2 separate regions of the Sus scrofa genome follow, and region 1 is linked to region 2. The links are chromatin contacts, called in public HiChIP or PLAC-seq maps. All regions are on one chromosome and are shown on one strand. Each heading gives the region's core, a stretch centred on a gene start, on an enhancer-like site or on the middle of the called end of the contact. The rest is flanking DNA. Distances are from core to core; before and after follow the strand shown. Region 1 has its middle 7.5 kb from the start of RGS9. Region 2 overlaps WIPI1 (WD repeat domain, phosphoinositide interacting 1).

Region 1 (3,269 bases), core at 759-3,258, 270 kb before region 2:
CCTCTACTGACACTCAGATGCTCGCCCTGCCTGTGTGGCGTGGCTCGGGCTTCAAAGCAATCCCCAGGGATTTCTGTAAGAAATCATTTTTGGTACGAAAAATAATACAGCTTCATGTGGTTTTCACCATTTCCCTTTTGTTTATCCTTTAACTTCGTTACATTTACATTAACCGTTCCAACTCTGCTCTGTGTTAGACAGTATTTGGTCTTGTTCAACAAACCTTGATTGAGCACCATTTCTCAGCAGAGAACTGTGTCCAGCACCCACGGTAAAAAGGTGAAAAGATCCAGTTCTGCCTTGTGGGTGTTTCTAGTAGGAAAGAAAGAGATGAAATATAAGTCCAGGATAATGCAGTGGATGGAACAGGAGTATGTGGAAGGCAAAAGAGAAAAGGACAGAACAGAAAGGTGAGCAGAGTCTGCTCAGAGGAAATAACAAAGGTTTCACATAAGAGGCGTTAATATACCTGCTCCATTCACTGAGCGCTCACGCCAACCCTAGTAGTTGTCTGTTATCAATACTGGATTCAACAAAGGAGGAAAGAGGATAAATAAGAAGCTGAAGTTCATGCCCAGCTTAAGCCGCGGAGCCAGGAATGAGACCCAGGCCGCCTGGCCTCTGCCTACACATCTCACCTCCTTAATCCACGCTGGGATTTTCCCATCAGCCAGGCCTGGGCTCACCCCAGACCTGCGCTGAGAGCTCCATGGTTCCCACGGAAAAATCATGATGCAAAAACCAGAAAAAAGAAAACTGGATGTTGGGCAAGTAAAAGTCAAAAGGGGTCCATTACAGAACTGCTTCAGAAATGCAGCTCTTCCTCCCTCTTGGATTATTTCGCTGGGATGAATTTTCTCCCGAGTCAGAGCCTAAACACGTGCAATGGCCTCTGCTATAGATCGCTCGGTGGTTTTTCAATAGGACTGTATATTTCTGTTCCCTTTGCCCGGAATGAACTAACTTCCCCACACCCTTATTATGCTTTTTCTACCTAGACAATTCTAATTTTACTGGATTCTGTAGTTGTACTTGCCTAGTTTCCCCTTCCTCTTTTTAGAGCAGCAACCCGGAATAAGAGAGTACCATAAAAAAGCTGTTCACATGAACCTCTGATTGAACAGCCAGTTGGGGCCCCTGGGGTTGAGGGGAAGCACAGGTGTACCCGCCTGTCCCTGCAGGATTAAGGGGGACAAGAGGGCTCTGCCTGGGTGGGGGTGGGGAGGAGAAGGTACTCTAAACATAAAATCTTTTTTTTTTTTAAGTATTATTATTTAAGGTCATTTCAGTTGTGTTACTGCATCCAAGCTGGATTTCGTGTCAATAAAAAAATGTGCGCCTACTCTAGTACAAAACGGCTAGAAAACTGGTTTGGGGGACTCTATTGTGCTCCTGTAGCTCCATTATTTATAAGAGTGATGAGGGCAATTTCCGACTCCCTACCAGTAGCGCTGCCAGGTGCACTCGCGAATAAAAGGGCAGGAAAGCGTCCCAAAGGCAGCGAGCTGCTATCCACCTCTAGAGCCCCAAAGGCCCCTCACGCAGGGTGGCCACCCCAGGCCCAGGCCATAGAGGTGCGGATGCCTCCAAACTCCTAGAGAGGAAGAGCAGGCTCCCGGGAGGAGGACTTCCGCCGGCGGCCCACTTCCGGCTCCGCCCCCACCCGCCCCAAGGCGGCGAGTTTGCGGGCGTTGGTGGGAGGGTGTGTCTCCTGCGAGGGGCTCAGGTGGGGGTCGCTAGGTGCGGGGCGCGGGCACCAGAACTGGGGGGCCGGGAGCGAGGATTCACAGAGGGGGCCGCCTTAAGGCCACGGCGCCGGGGCCCCTTTCCTCCAAGTGCTGACTGGGGATCAGCTCCTCGAATACTCAGAGCTGTGGACTTATTTTTTTGTAACTGATTGAGGCCCATTGGCTCGGAGAAAATAACGGTGAAACCCCAACCTAAAAATATGTCATTTAGGGCTTGTTTTCGTGTATCTGCGAGAACGGCCCGTTTAAGAAACAGTCAAGTGGAGTTAGCTGGTGGCACAGTGGGTTAAAGATCTGGCCATGTCACTGCTATGGCGCAGGTTCCATCGCTGACCGAGAAATTCAGTATGCTTTGGGCACAGCCAAAAATAAAATAAAATATTAAAAAAAAAAAAAACAGTCAAGTAACTGAAACAACGTGTCTTAGTATTTAACTGTGGCTAGACTGGGGAGAGAGGAGTCAGGGCAAACAGCGCGGTGGCCCTGTAAGAACAGGGTTCCGGGGGAACATGCAGAGTGCAGTTTGGAAGGAAGACGGAATGGGGTATCAGAATGCCCTCTCCGTGGGAGAGGAAGGGGAAGTGGGACTCTGGCGACTAGATTACTTGCAGAATACTGGCCGGGGTTCTTTCTCTTCCAGGGCAGCAGCTTGGCACAGGCACTCACTACCTGAACTTTTTGACCTGGAGTGCGCTCAGTTTTAAAATGGGGATGGTATCTGCCATCCTGTCCTACTGTATGTGATCCTTTCCTATTGTGTGTGATCTTAGTATGTTTAATGAACCAGATTTATCTTCTCTATAAGATCATGTTGGGGCAGGAGTTCCCTGGTGGCCTAGTGGTTAAGGACTCAGCATTGTCAGGGCTGTGGCTCAGCTTCCATCCCTTGCCCAGGTACCTCCAAATGCTGCGGGTGTCACACACACACACACACACACAAAGATTGGGGAGTATTTAAAGAAGATTTTGCATTGCTGTGGCTGCGGTGTAGGCCGGCAGCTACAGCTCTGATTAGACCCCTAGCCTGGGAACCTCCATATGCCACCAGTGCAGCTCTAAAAAAAAGACAACAAATAGGTAAATAAATAAATAAACATGGCCCTAAAAAACAGACAATAAATAAAATAAATAAGCTTTTACCATAATGTGTTCCTGAGGGGAAAATAAAAGATGGACAAATAAATTTAGGATTTGAACCATAGTCTCTTAGCACAAATAATAATAGAGTATTAAATTGTTCTGAGAAACTCCGCAATAATGGAACTCGCGTCACTTTGGTTAGCCTGGTGTTTCTCAAGCATTTGACCACAGAGCCTTGAGTAACACCCTATTAATATCTCCCCAATGTGGTTTTTCCCAGAACATATTTTTGGGAGATGCTGACATAAAGAAATCCTTCACCTGAGCACAGTCCTGTTCAAGAGGCACTCTCACTTCTCAAAAGACATCTCAGAACTGCTTTTTGAAAATCATCTGACTGAATTTCAGTAAGGATGGTTTCAGTTTTACAGATGTTCTAGA
Region 2 (3,184 bases), core at 346-2,845:
TCACTTTTGCTGTACAGCAGAAATTAACACAACATTGTAAATCAATTATACTACAATTAAAAAAAAGGGGGCTCTCCAGGCTGAAGGCCCAGGCTAAAAAGCCTCCCCGGGAGTTCTCCTGTGGCACAGCAGCCAGTTAAGGATCCGGTGTTGTCCCTGCAGTGGCCCGGGCTGCTGCTGTGGCGTGGGTTCGATCCCTGGCCAGGGAACTTCCATATGCTTAGGGCATGGCCAAAGGGGGGAAAAAAACAAGTCCTCTCCGCTCTCAGGTGTGCTCAGCACTCAGCGGGGCCTCTAGGTCAGTCACCTGAGGAAGCAGAGTTAGACCCCTGCCTGGGGGGTGCGGGGGGACACAGCCACCCTCGGTCCACTCCCCGATGGCTGCCAGCTGTCCCCTGCAGAACCTCTGGGCGTACGTTCAAGCGGGTTTTCCTGGGCAGACAGACCTTTTCATTCCTCTCCGAAACTCATAGAGCTTTTGCCCTTCGGGTACCGAGAACACCCGGATGACAGTGCCCTGGAAGAGAAAGCAGGTGGGCGTTTCGTCCCGTGAATGGCCACACAGATGTGTCCCTTTAGAGAGGAGCCTGTCCTATTGCTTTTGAACATCTGTCTCGGGAGAGGAAGCACCGAGCATTGCGCCCAGAGGTTTTTGGTTTGTGTCTGTGCCACGTAAACCATTCTGGGGCTGTGAATGGAACACCCTCTGTCTCCCTCTCCCTCCCCTAGCCCAAGGTGCTGTGCGTGTTCCTTCAAAGGGCTCTGGCTTCTAGAATATTCAGTCCCTGCTTGTCAAAAATACACCTGTTTTTCAGGCGTCTGAAATTCAGCTCAGTCACCTGCCCCGACTGCTAGTCATGAGATATCCGGCCTGCCTGCTGAACAGCCATGCATTTTGTGTCTACTGTGTCTTTGAAACACAGCACAGCACCTATCCGGACCCGAGCGGGTGTGCATGCACGTGTCTTAAGACCGTGCGGGTTGGTGCAAAGTTTCTCGTATCCTGCACAGCAGAGGCCTGTGGCCTCTTCATGTAACAAATGCACCAATACACCAAACAAACATGCAGGGGCCCACCAGTCCTCGTATCACCTGTCCCCTCCCATCTGCTCTTTGAGGCCACCTGCAGCCCTCCCCTGCCCTGCGGAGAAGCGCCCCAAACACGGGAGCACTCACCTTCTCCGACGCGCTCGCCAGTTTGGAGCCGGCGGCATTGAAGGCGATGGCAGCCAGTGTCCCCTCATGGGCAGCAATGGTGCAGAGTGTTTTCTGTTGGTGAAAAGGCAGATGGAGATTGATGAGGGGAAGAGAGAAAATGTCTTTCCTCCAGGACACCCTCCGCATGTGCTGGGCTCCGCGTCTCTCTTTCCACCAGCTGTATGTCCTTTCCCTGTGTGTCTTGATCCTGCCTCAAGGGCCGCTCCATTTCTGTCCTTTTTCCTGCCCCCGGGAAGATGGAGGGGCAGCCAGGTGCAAGAGTGATGTCGCAGGGGCTCTCTGGATGCATCTTTGGGCGCCTGGCTTCCTGCAGCAAGCCTGCCCCGCTCCGCAAAGCCTCTGAGAGCAGAGGACAGGAAACGTGAAACAGCTGCACTCTGTCGCAGGCCGTGCCACAGCCCAGCATGACACACTCAGCCCGACGACGGGCCCCAGCTGGCACGAGGTTTCCATTCCACCGCAGGTGTCTGGGCCTGGCCCGCTGCCGGGTGGTTATGCTGACTGATGGCGATGAGGGCAAAGAGCACTACCTTCCCCTCCACACCCGACGGCCGCGGCCACTGCGCACTCGCCGGGTGCTGATTCCACCTGCGCGCCTCACCCCACGCGACCCAGCCTGCCCCTCACCTGTCCCGGACCAGGCGGCCAGGCAGGTGGGCTGGGCTGTCGGGCTCGCTGCCAACTTACCAGGGAGTGTCCATCGTACAGCACAATCTCTCCTGTCGTCAGGCTTCCAGGATAGGCCACGTAAGAATTGGAATGGTTGATAGAGAGGGCGCACAGACCTGGCAGAGGGTAAACCGCAGATGAAAAGCCAAGGTCCATCCGGGAGGCCCGGCCTGGAAAGGGCATCTGAAAACGGTACAACTACAGCGCCACCTGCTGGTGAGGGGAGGAACGGCCTCGCAGGCGGTGACAATTCGCTCTAATCCAAAGACTCCAATATAAAGTACGTTCCCAGGGTAAGACCTCCCTGAGTTGACCCTGACCTTGTCCACCCTTCAGCCAAGAATCCAGAATTTAGGATATTTTGCCTACTCCTCTTCACATGGTACCCAAGGGTCCTTAAATAACATCTTCCATTACAAGGAGGGCAATAAACAATTTACTCTTAACTGAAATAAGTGTTCTTACTGTGAGAGGCTGTGTTGTCTTTCTGCAAGTGATTAAATGCCATTTCAGGTGGAAGGGTGGGGAACTTGGGTGGGTGCAGGGGAGGACCTATTTGGAAATTGCCCCTTTCTGAGCCAAATGTCCTGCCCTGATAAGGGAACTGGGCCCCTTCGGAGGTGGAAATTCATGGACGGTTGCACCTGCGGGAAGATGCTGTGCCTGCCATTGGAACAAACTACAGAAAGAGGGCAATTTGGATTTAAGATGCTCAACAATATTCTGGAAGCGTAAACAGCCAACCCACCTATGCCAGTATTATTTATCAGGGGCTTCAAGGCAGGGAGGAGTCTAATAGCCTTTAAGTAAAGGATTTTCATAGCAATGGTTTAGATCAATAGAGATGAATAATGCAGTATTTATATAGTACTGCATTCAAGGAATCGCCAGAACCAAAAGCATTACCAGATCGGGAACTTCAAGATCAGGAAAGAGACATCTTTTTCAATAAATAAGGTGGCTCTATCTTTGTTACAAGTTAGGATGTTAAGTGGATTTCTCTTAAAAGTATAAGAAAAACTTTAGGTCAGGCTAAAACGTTTCTGACCTAATCAGCTGCAGGTGAAGAACAAGTAAAAGAAGCAAATGTCGAGAACAGGAACCAAGGTCTTAACTCCTGCTCGGGCTTTGTTGAGGACAGAGCCAGGGCTGTGCTCTTAGCATGTGCTAGGAAGCTATGGGAGGAAGGGGACTGAGCCCAGCACCCTTTCTTGTAGGCTCTGGTATCCTGCATCCCTCTTCTTTGGACAAGGTCACCTGGCTTTAGCAGAAACCACTCATACCTTCTCAGCGTTCT

The links. HiChIP or PLAC-seq counts read pairs in DNA pulled down with a chosen protein or histone mark.
Region 1: an H3K27ac HiChIP or PLAC-seq map of alveolar macrophages shows a contact between it and region 2. The contact joins two enhancer-like sites. A contact is called at or near these places in 6 of 47 Hi-C or Micro-C datasets (blood, liver, mesenteric adipose tissue and 2 more) and 1 of 2 datasets of contacts at active chromatin or transcription factors (alveolar macrophages).

What each region holds. Positions count from the first base shown.
Region 1 is chr12:12,006,175-12,009,443 of Sscrofa11.1, reverse strand. No RefSeq gene overlaps it. Among named protein-coding and RNA genes, the nearest start is that of RGS9, 7.5 kb to the left of the region's middle. Within about 2 kb of position 2,008, at least 71 of the 83 cell types and tissues checked have an H3K27ac peak or open chromatin away from gene starts, as enhancers often do. A contact at or near this core is called in alveolar macrophages and skeletal muscle, where this site is marked.
Region 2 is chr12:11,736,017-11,739,200 of Sscrofa11.1, reverse strand. It overlaps WIPI1 (WD repeat domain, phosphoinositide interacting 1), which reads right to left. Exons shown (of 13, transcript NM_001190294.1): 5 at 1,906-2,003; 6 at 1,177-1,269; 7 at 447-517. Among named protein-coding and RNA genes, the nearest start is that of WIPI1, 22 kb to the right of the region's middle. Within about 2 kb of position 1,595, at least 23 of the 83 cell types and tissues checked have an H3K27ac peak or open chromatin away from gene starts, as enhancers often do. A contact at or near this core is called in alveolar macrophages and skeletal muscle, where this site is marked.